2 separate regions of the Mus musculus genome follow, and region 1 is linked to region 2. A link is a contact called in public HiChIP or PLAC-seq data. All regions are on one chromosome and are shown on one strand. The core of a region is the stretch at or near the end of the contact, and the rest is flanking DNA. Distances in the headings are between cores, read along the strand shown. Region 1 overlaps Sim2 (single-minded family bHLH transcription factor 2). Region 2 overlaps Hlcs (holocarboxylase synthetase (biotin- [propriony-Coenzyme A-carboxylase (ATP-hydrolysing)] ligase)).

The links. HiChIP or PLAC-seq counts read pairs in DNA pulled down with a chosen protein or histone mark.
Region 1: an HNF4G HiChIP or PLAC-seq map of pancreatic cancer cells shows a contact between it and region 2. The contact joins two enhancer-like sites. A contact is called at or near these places in 4 of 484 Hi-C or Micro-C datasets (the N1E-115 cell line, embryonic stem cells and trophoblast stem cells), 7 of 115 datasets of contacts at active chromatin or transcription factors (the HPC-7 cell line, double positive thymocytes, embryonic basal ganglia and 4 more) and 2 of 9 other capture datasets (adipose tissue and liver).

The regions. Positions count from the first base shown.
Region 1 is chr16:94,112,427-94,117,598 of GRCm38.p6, forward strand. Sim2 (single-minded family bHLH transcription factor 2) reads left to right here. Exons shown (of 11, transcript NM_011377.2): 7 at 2,497-2,603. Among named protein-coding and RNA genes, the nearest start is that of Sim2, 30 kb to the left of the region's middle. Within about 2 kb of position 2,560, at least 15 of the 459 cell types and tissues checked have an H3K27ac peak or open chromatin away from gene starts, as enhancers often do. A contact at or near this core is called in pancreatic cancer cells and trophoblast stem cells, where this site is marked.
Region 2 is chr16:94,226,272-94,231,963 of GRCm38.p6, forward strand. Hlcs (holocarboxylase synthetase (biotin- [propriony-Coenzyme A-carboxylase (ATP-hydrolysing)] ligase)) reads right to left here. Exons shown (of 11, transcript NM_001360045.1): 6 at 4,793-5,064. Among named protein-coding and RNA genes, the nearest start is that of Hlcs, 61 kb to the right of the region's middle. Within about 2 kb of position 3,315, at least 74 of the 459 cell types and tissues checked have an H3K27ac peak or open chromatin away from gene starts, as enhancers often do. A contact at or near this core is called in pancreatic cancer cells and trophoblast stem cells, where this site is marked.

The sequences.
Region 1 (5,172 bases), core at 1,310-3,809, 110 kb before region 2:
GGGTCTTTACAGGGAAGCCAGCTCAGAGGCCAGGCTGCTGTCATGGAGGAGACACTTTAAGGGGGTTGGGACCCTTCACTGTCGCTTGAGTTTCTGTCTCCTTGAGATGTTCTCGAAAGCCTGTTGGGTTACAGCCAGCTCTGGAGGGACAGCCCCAGATGGACAGTGGGGAAGGTGTTGGCTTGAGGCCCCCCAAGTCACAGGAGCAAGGGTGGTGGGCCTCGGGGAGCAGCCACTGGCCACTCACCCATCGTCATCCCAGCACAACTGAACTCAGCTTAACCTGATGTTCGGATCCTCAGGGTGTTGTGGTGTTCTCTTTGAAACCGTGGCTGATGCTTTGGCTAAGGTCGGGTGAGGCCAGCCGTGTTTAGGGTGTGGCACATCCCTCTGACAGGTTTACAGACACTGGAGGTTTGAACAAACCCAGGAGGGCACCCTGCCAAGCCCTTTCCCTGGCCTTTAATTTGTAATGTTGCTCAATGGTTTGTTGAGAACATGGTACGTGCGTGATTCTTTAACCACATTCGTATTCTTGCCGATTTAGTCCAATGGTCCAGGGGCTGGAGTCTCTCAGTTTATGCTGCAGAGATACCTGGGCTGTTTTTGGAGTCAGACAGCTGTCTTTTACCTTTCCTCCCACCCAGTTAGACTTGACTGGGTTTGCAGTTCTAGTGACCCTTGGAGAAATCTCTAGAGTCCTGAACAAACAGAGCAGGAGCCAGTGCCTCCCCCACCCCCCTCACCTGGAACCCTGTTCCCTCTCCATCTTAGAGGAACATCAACGGAAATATACATGCAACTGGAGAGCCATTCCAAGGAAATCCGAGTCTCTGAAAGATGTATGATCCAGGTCTGAGCAGATTAAAGAATAAAAATGGGGTCACGTTTCCCGGTTCTGTCTGTGGCTAGTGTTTCGCAACTCTCAAGCAGGGCCCTCAGTGCCAGCCTTCTTCATTACTGTCCCCACCACTCCACCGTCTCCTGAGCTGACTTCTTCCCGCTGCCACACTGTTATTGGAACCCTTTCTTCTGCTCTTTCATCTGTTCTTAAATATCTGTCACCAACATGCTTAGGGCCACCTACCTCTTTTAAGGACACAGTTCCCAGCTTGGTTGGGCCAAGTCTGTGAAGCCATACCACCGCCACACACAATTTCACCCATGGAAGGGGCAGCCCAGTGTGGCACTGATGAGGGCTTAGCTGCTGACAGTCATTTCTCTTCAAAGCGCTGACGTGAGAAATTAATATGTCTGGGACTTGTTGAGAGTAGAGGGATCATGTCACAGGCACACTTGGGAAAGTCTTCCACTCCTGAGGAGAGTGAGCACTTCCACCTTCTGGCCCGAACATTTGCAGCCGTGGCGCTGTGTTCTGGGGGGTCTGTAGATAATCCCTCATGGATACCAGGCTTAAACAGTTATCCTGTGATTCTCATTGGTAGGAACCACCCGGCTGTAAGATCTGGAGACCAACCACCACGACTGACAGTACCCGATGTAGAACAGTGATTTAAAGAGCCAACCCAGACCCAAGAAGTGGAAACAGCTTCAGTACCCACCAGCAGACAAAGGGATAAACAAAACACAGAGCGTAGTATCTATTTGAGAGAGGATAGTATTTAGTCCCAGAAAGGAATGCTCTGCCATGTGCTACAAAGGGAAATGGCCCTTAAACATGCTATCCTGTATGAAGGAAGGCATAAGTTCAGGGAGACAGGAAGTTGAATGGAGGACAAGGGTCTGTAACAGAAGGCCTGGTGGTATATGGGGGAAGGAGGGCTGGAGGTGATGTTTTGCAGGTGAGGGGTTTCTGTTTGCGATAACCAGAAGGTGTGGGAAGGCGATCATGGTACAGTGTGAATATTGTAAGTGCACATGGTCAATTCACTAGACCATGCACATAAAATGGCAAGATAGTAAATATTATGGGATGTCTATTTTATTAGAATTAAACAAACGAAGGAGCCGGGGAGATGGTTCAGTGGGCAAAGTGTCTGCTGTGTAGGATGATAACCTGAGCTCAGATTCCCAGGAGCCACATACAAGCATGGTGATGTAGCCTCTAACCTCAGCACTGGAGGTCTGAGATGGGGGATCGCATGCATTAGGCCATGCAGAGAACAAAACAGGTTCACAAAGGACAGTCCCCACAGGTCCCCGGAGTGGCTCTCCCCATCACACAGCTTATGTCAGTGGTCTGATCAAAGCCTTCCCCTCAGTGCCCACAGATAGGCAGGGTTCGAGAAAAGTTCCATTGCTAAGCCATCCCAAACGTGCTGCTAGCCGGTGGTTCCCGAACATTCTCACTCCCAGTTCTACAGACGACCCTGAGCTAGGATTCAAAGACTTTCTTCCTGTAAAAAAGATCATTCCAACACCAACACCTCCCCACCCCTGAGCCTCTTCACACTTGATTCGTTGGCAAAGCAAATACTGGTTCAAAGGAAATTGCCTAAGAGCAGCTTGACTCACGGAACAACCATCCTTCCACAGGGTGACAGAGCTTACGGGCTATGAGCCACAAGACCTGATCGAAAAGACACTGTACCATCATGTGCATGGCTGTGACACCTTCCACCTCCGATATGCACACCACCTCTGTGAGTATCAAGCCACCTGGCCAGGGTCAGCTGATCAGGGTGGAGGTACTAAGAACAGGGAGGGGACATTCCTGTTGCCTGGGGCTGGTGTATGTGTGAATCATAAAGTCCAGTGTGACTCCTTTTGCCTCTTGCTAATGATGGCCCCTGCTGCCTTTCTCTACCACTTACAGGCATGGTCTTAGTGACAATGTCAGACCTCAATGGCCCTGGGTTCTAGACTGTGGACTTGGAGGTCCAGCTAATCTATGGAATCTGGACTCCAGTTATGAATACCAACAATATTAGTTCAAGAACAGGGTAGAACCCTTAATACATATGACCAGGCACTGGGTTAAGAAATTAAGTAAAGGAGCTGCAGAGATGGCTCAGTGGTTAAGAGCACTGACTGCTCTCCCAGAGGTCCTGAGGTTAATTTCCAGCAACCACATGGTGTCTCGCAACCATCTGTAATGGGATCTGATGTCCTCTTCTGGTGTGTCTGAAGACAGCTACAGTGTACTCCAATACATAAAAGGAAAGAAGAAAAGAAGAAGAAGGAGAAGGAGGAGGAGGAGGAAGGAGAAGGAGAAGGAGAAAGGAAGAAGGAAGAAGGAAGAAGGAGAAGGAAGAAGGAAGAAGGAGAAGGAAGAAGGAAGAAGGAAGAAGGAGAAGGAAGAAGGAAGAAGGAAGAAGGAGAAGGAAGAAGGAAGAAGGAAGAAGGAGAAGGAAGAAGGAGAAGGAAGAAGGAGAAGGAAGAAGGAAGAAGGAGGAGGAGGAGGAAGAAGAAGAAGAAGAAGAAGAAGAAGAAGAAGAAGGAGGAGGAGGAGGAAGAAGAAGAAGAAGAAGAAGAAGAAGAAGAAGAAGAAGAAGAAGAAAGAAGAAGAAGAAGAAGAAGAAGAAGAAGAAGAAGAAGAAGAAGAAGAAGAAGAAGAAGAAGAAAAAGAAGAAGAAGAAGAAACAACAACGTAGACTATCAACCAGTGAGAGATCTTTATCTTCATTTTACTTTTAAGGATACTGAGGTTCAGAGACGGTGATGCACTTGCCTGTGGCCAACCCTCAGCAGAGTTGAGTCTTGCTCCACTGGGATGCCAGAGACATCTTCTGTTCTAGCACAGGGGGCAGGATTTGATTTACCCATGGAGGCAGTTTCAGGACCTCAGGGTTTGGAGAAGGGTGTGTAAAAAAAATGGCACTTTTCTTCAGGAATACAGAGAATAATTTGGGTGGAATGAAATATCTTGTCCTTCTACCCTCTAGCCCCTTCAGGCACACAGAAGGTCTCAGGTACTTGTAGGATGAAGGTGCTTGGGCAAGCTGGGGGCTTCCAGGTGTGGCCTGGGTCAGCTAAAGATGTTAGAGGACATTTGCTGGTGTCCCTGGAGGTGGCTGGCAGATCCAGGGGTTGCACTGTCCTCTTGGCTATGCGGTGTGACCAGGGGATAGTGACTAGGATAACATTTGGGCTGTTCTCCTTTCTCCAAGTTCACAGAGAGCCCTGCCATGACCAGATTCCTGGCCCCTTGGCACACAGAGATGAGGAGTTAGAAAGTGTGTGTGTGTGTGTGTGTGTGTGTGTGTGTATGGATGTGTGTGTATCTCTCTGTGTGTGTGTGTCTATGTTTATGCACATATGTAAAGTTATATATGCACAGGTGTGTGTATGAGTGTGAAAGCCAGGGGTCTCATAGGAAGTTTGCTATCTTCACATATTGAACAGGATCAGAGGGAACTCTGACAGGAGTTGTCTGATGGTAACACAGAATCTCAGGCCCTGGGTTCCAGTCCCAGTAGGATCAGAAGTTAAAGGCATTGTTTTTTCTTCTTTCTTTTGTCTTTCTCTTTCTTTCTTTCTTTCTTTCTTTCTTTCTTTCTTTCTTTCTTTCTTTCTTTCTTTCTTTCTTTCTTTCTTTCTTTCTTTCTTTCTTTTTTTCTCTCTCTCTTTCTTTCTTTCTTCCCCCCCTCTCTTTCTTTCATGCATGAGAGAGAGAGAGAGACAGACAGATAGACAGAGAGGGTCTTACTGTGTAGCTTGGCTGTCCTGGAACTCACTCTGTAGACCAGACAGCCTTGAACTCAGAAATCTGCCTGGCCCTGTCTCTGATGCTAGGATTAAAGGTCTATGACTCCCAGGAAGGCATCCTTATCTATACAGAGAGTTTGTGATCTCTTGGGATACATGAGACCTTGTCTCAAAAGGAAAGTATAGGAACCTCACTGGCTGCTGCCTTCCCAGCTGGCCCTCAGTCCTGGGGTGCTCTGGGACCAAGTGGGAGCCGTATGCCTCTGAGTTAATGGGGTAAAAGAGGAAAAATTGGCCAGCACTTCTACATGGCAGTCCCTGTCGTTCTCAGCTAGGAACTGCTTGTGAGTGACATTAATCCCCTGACTCATTCCATGTCTGGTTAGAGTGTGCTTTGCTTAATCGAGATCTCCAGCAGGAGAGCAGGTGCCTGCAGCTGGAAGCAGCCACCAGAGCCCGAGAGCCTCAGAGCCCCAGAGCCCCAGAGCCTCAGAGCCTCAGAGCCCACTTCTCAGTCCCTCCTCAGGCTCCTCCTCTGCTTGGCTGCTGTTCAGCTGTGTCCCA
Region 2 (5,692 bases), core at 2,065-4,564:
GCCCTAGGCCTTGCTGGGCTGAGCACCTCGCCTCTCCGGAAGACTCCGCTGAGTTGGTTGCGGGTTACCTTCACCAGCACTCTCTGGTACAGTAAAGGCCGGTGTGTGCCAGGTTCAATGGTGCACTTTTCTGTGTGTCTTCACCTTCCCTGACCCGAGCTCATCCCTGCAGTGATGGTGCGAGGAGGCGGGGCCTGTGGGAGGATGAGGTTACACGGTGGGGCTTGAGGATGGGGTCGGTGCTTTGAAGAAGGGGCTCTCACCCACTCCCGCTGTCTGAAGGCAGCTATGTGCAGGGTGGGTCCTCACCAGGACCTGACCCCTGGGGGCATCCTGCTCTCTCCCTTCCAGCAGCAAGGAGGAGCAAAGCTCTGTCCTCATCAGCCTGCCACACCTACAAACTGCCTCCGGTACCAAGATGTGAGAAGCCTGGAAAGCCGACTCCAGTGAAATGTCATCCAAACAGTACATACTATGACCATTAAACTGTCACTGTCACAGTAAGAGGTGAGTCCTGCCTCTGGAACTCTTACAGGTCCCATGCCTGCCACTCAGACGTTTGGATCCCAGCCTCACATAAACGCAGCGCTGGGGAGGTGGAGATGAACGGACCCTGCGGCTCCCGGATCAGGGAGTCTAGATGATCCCACAAACTCCCGGGCTCAGTGAGAGGCCCTGTCTTGAGAAAATGGTGGAGAGCGATTGAGGAAAACAGCGTGACAACCTCTGGCCTCCACGTGTAGACACGCATACCACATACATAACACAGACATACAAACACAACAACAACAACAACAACAACAAAGCTTCGAGAATACTAAAAATGGACGTGGAGATATCTCTGAGAGAAAAGCAGGCCCCTGGAGTAATTCAACCTGAGTAGCCCGGCGTGTGAGGGGTTAACTTACTCAGGTGTCGAACTGGATCAGCCAAATAAAATTCCTGGAGAACTTGCCAGGACAACCCTTTCAGTCGTGACCACTGCAGAAGTCAAACGCTGGAATTGTACTCTAAACTTTAATTTAGAGGTAAACATTCAAAAAAGGCCAAACCCTGCAATCATTTTCACTTCTAAAGTACTAAATTGGCCCATTTAAAAAAAAAAAAAAGTCTCACATTAATTATTCCAAAGCAATCAACTTCCTAAAGTCCTTTTATTCACAATTACACTAATATCCCATTAGTTTGGGACACTTACCAGCAAGTTTGTTCTCCGCCTGTTACCTGTGTGCACATTAAGAGTATGCAGATAACACAACACGGGCATTAATATGTAAAACGCCAACAAAAGCCATCTGGAAAGCTAATGAATAATCAAGGGATTTCGAATTAAACGACAGGATTTTCCCTTAGAATCTTTAGGACAACACTGTCAAGTCCAATCTATTCGCTCGGCCTCCAGAATCAATTTTTCAAACTCTCTGACAGCTCTAATGGCTTCCACCTGTGTCTCCCGCCCGAGTCTTGACTGGCATGCTACCAGCCGGGGTGGGAATGGAGACAAAGCCGCCTATTAGGATCCGGCTGGTTCTCCACTGTGAGGTCACTCAGCCATTAAATTAGTTCCAGCCCAATTCTTGTCCTCTCTGGCTTGGACTTGAGGGGAGGGGTGCAGGGCGGAGTGAGTTCCTGGAGCAGTTTCAGAAGGGGAGGAAAGAGAGGCGCGGGTCAAGACTGGCTAGAGAGGCGAGCGAGCATAGGGTTGAGAAGCCGGGCTGGCCCCCAACTTTGAAGATCAAAATACTCTTTCCAAAATGACCGTGGCCATTCTCATTAATGTTATCCCTCCTCTCCACCCCCCCAAAAAAAATTCATAAAAATTCTGGAAACAGGGTCTCACTCTGTAGCCCAGGTTGACCTGGAACACATGTAGCCTAAGCTAGCCTTGAACTCATGGTAGTCCTCCTGCCTCAACCTCCTCAGTGCTGGGATTACAGACATGAGTTACTAGACATGACGTCCAAAGGCAGATTTTCAAGGTTCTTATGGAATGGCTTCTTTCCTTTCCCTCTGCAGCGGAGTCTCACAAACGTCCCCTCCTCCTCAGCATGATCCGCAAAACCTCTGTCCCTCTGAACCACAGGCGGTTACTTAGAAACAGCAAGCGTGCCCGGTGGCAGCTCTGACATGGGAACACTTAGGTCAGATGAAGCTGGTGAGGGTGCCAGGGCAGCTTCTGATGTTCAACGTCCCTGTCCTCACAGCTCAGGGAGGGGATGTCGCCAAGGTCCCAGAGCCATTGGAGATGCCGTCATGGCCCCAACATTTTCCCCATCGACTACGAGCCTCAGTAAGCCGTAACTGCACAAAAGACGCTCGGGGACCCCCGGAAACAACTGCGTTGTCTCTACCGTGCCCTCTTCCAGACCACGAGTAGCAGCACATCTTATGAACTATGCTGTCACCAGAGTCCTTTATTGGGACTCTGTGGGAACCTGTCCTGAGGCAAAGGTAGTGTAAACTCGTGGACACAGTGCCTGGCTTATTTCATATAGTGCTGTAGGCAAACATGAAAAATCCAGGGATTTAAACAGTGGTAATTAAACATTAAATAGGAAAATCAAAATTATTCTTTACACGGATTAAAAAATACCCCAACTCTTGGCGAGCCCACCTAGCACTCACATACAGCTGGCTCGGTCCAGGATGGCTTCACAAGTAAGCCATTTCAGTATCTGACAGAGACTTGGCCTAAGTCAATCAAGAAAGAGTCTATGACTCACAGAAAAGACAATTCCAAAAATAACAATGATTCATGATTTGGTCACTCCGTGATCAAGGGCTCTGTGGCCTTAGGCTATCCTCACAAGCAGGCTGGGCCCTCATCTTACCAGTAAACAGAACGCACAGGCTCCCTAGGTACCCCCATTAAAGCAAGCACTGGGAGGTGCTTCTCCGGTGATGGGGACGGTCCTGTGCCTATCCACACGTAGACTGCACCACATTTGCAGACGGCTCCCTGGCCCAGCTGTAGGATGTGACCATGGAACACTCGGAGATTCGCTGGGCCAGACGCAGCCTGGATCCCATATCTTGGGACTCTACCCAACAGCTGAGCTAACTGAACGTGGAAATAGCACAGAAAGAAAAATAAAGGCCTCTGGACTCCCACGGAGCCAGCAACATAGACTGATACATCCAGAAGTCTCTCCCCTTACAACAGAGCGGGGTAAAACTCGTGGCCAGGAAGATAAGCCAGAGAAAATGACCTGTCCAACCCAAGAAATAGGCCGGCGTGGCCAACTCTAATGACTGTGGACGCATGGCCCACACAGCAAGTGTTTACTTTTTGTTTTTGGAAGGGACAGCCATATGCCCTTTGACTGCCTCGAGTAATCAGTAAGCAATTCTAATTCCTATTGTTCTACTGATGGCTCAGTAGAGTCGCAGGGTTGGGACAGAAGGTGAAGGGTCATCATAACTCCCAGTGTCACACCCAGAGACCAAACGAAGGCTCCCAGCATCTCCTGCTGCAGCTAGGCGGTTGGTTATGTGGGCTTTGCTGCAACACAGTGGTTATGTGGACCTTGCTGCTGCGGGGCGGTCAGGTGGGCTTTGCAGCGAAAGCGAAAATACAATGAGTGCCAATGCATTTGTCAGGTGAGAAATCTCCCAATCTCCCTAGATTTACAGTAACAGAAGGGTGCCTCTAAAGAGAGTAAGAAAGCAACAAAAAAAGCTACTGTTTCCTAAAGAGTCACTGTCTCAGGCTGGAGAGATGGCTCAGTGGTTAAGAGCACTGACTGCTCTTCCAGAGGTCCTGCGTTCAATTCCCAGGAACCACACGGTGGCTCACAACTGTCTGTAGCAGGATCTGGCGCCCTCTTCTGGTGTGCGTGAGGACAGAGCACTCTTGTACAAGTGACTTAGAATCCTATGGACATTGGGGCTTCAACATATCAACAACACAGGTCTCCAAATACTTTTCTTAGACTGAAACACTGACTTCTGTCCAGGGGCTGGAGAGATGGCTCAGTGGTTAAGAGCACCGACTGCTCTTCCGAAGGTCCGGAGTTCAAATCCCAGCAACCACATGGTGGCTCACAACCATCTGTAACGAGATCTGACTCCCTCTTCTGGAGTGTCTGAAGACAGCTACAGTGTACTTACATATAATAAATAAATAAAATCTTTAAAAAAAAAAAAAAAAAAAAGACTTCTGTCCATCACTTTAGAAATGACCAGCCTTCACTTGGGTCCACAGACACCTCAGGGGGAAATGGCTCCGTTGGTGAAGTTTATGCCACACAAACAGAAGTACCTGGTTTTGGCTCTACAGCTGCAATACAGAGAAGCTGGGTGTTTTAACTCCAAACAGAGGCCACAGAATAGAAATAGAAATAGAAAAGCAAAGCACAAGGTCTCAACATATTTCCATTTAGCCCAGTTATGTGTCACCCTGCAGAATGCCCTAGATTAGATGTTTCACACTGATTACTACACAAAGGAAACAGTCACCTGGCCACAGCCACCTGTTGCACTATTTTTCATAATTTCCTTCAAGGATGTTTTGAAATGGCTGATTAAAGAAATAACACCAGCCACAAAAGCTGCGTGTAAAACATGAGCTCTGATCCAAGCGCTTCTTTTAATTCCTTTCTTATGGCTCAGGCGGAGGGGGACGGGGGATGGGGAGGGGAGGAGCAGGGAACTGGTGGGGGGGAAGGGGCTGGGGAGGGCAGGATTTCCTTCTATACCCCCTCATTCACATGATGGGCAGACCTGTCCCTTCTGCCTGGGTACAGAGAACAGACATCAGCAGTCACCTCGGCCAGGCCCGGCTGGAACTCACCCATCCAGGAGACTCATGGTGGTGGAGGTCACTTCTGCAAACAGAATCACTTTCCCAAGGCGCGTGGTCTGCAGATTCTGTCGATAGGTCTCTAGGCTGAAGTGCTCTGATGAAAAGGCTTCTGGGTCAGTGACCACAGGCATGGAAGACGGGGTGATCTCCGCTTCAGATGTGTAGGAGGAAACAAACTGAAGGGAGAGCTTGCTGGATTTTATGATTCCTTCAGGATCTGTGTGCCTCCCGAGCCACTGCATGAACGGATCCTGGGTTTCCTGTGTCGTAAGAAGTGGGGGGACAGACTGATAAGTTGAGGTTTAAGCCACTGACAGTGCTGTTTCCTGAAGACACTGCTGGGTGGCTCAGGTGCTCCCTACATCCTAACAGATGGACAGAGTTGGTACATCTGAACCCACGCAAAATAATAGATGGAGTACTGTGGTTTCAATTCTGTCTCCCAGAGCTCACATATTAAAAACCTAATTCCCAAATTCACGCATTAATGGTATTTTGGGATGAGACTTTTGAGGTATGACTGAGTCAAGGGGTCTTTGCCCTCTCAAATGGATTAATCCATTAGTGGATTACTGGGTCACTGAGTGAGTTAGTTATCACAAAAGTAGGTCAGGTCTGTAATAAAAGCTAAGGTAGCCAGCCACCTTTTAGAAGCCTCTTGCTATTTGATATCCACAGCACTCCCTACGGACTCTGCAGTGTCCTCTGTGACCAGCAAAGAGGCCTTCACTCAGTGACACTCACACACGTGTACACACACACACACACATTTAAATTCTCAGTCTCCAAACTGTGAGGAATCCATTTGCCCAGCCCTAACAGAGTAAGATACTAACAATGTTTACAGTTTAAGAATTATACACTAGGATCCAAAGAGACAAGGTGAGA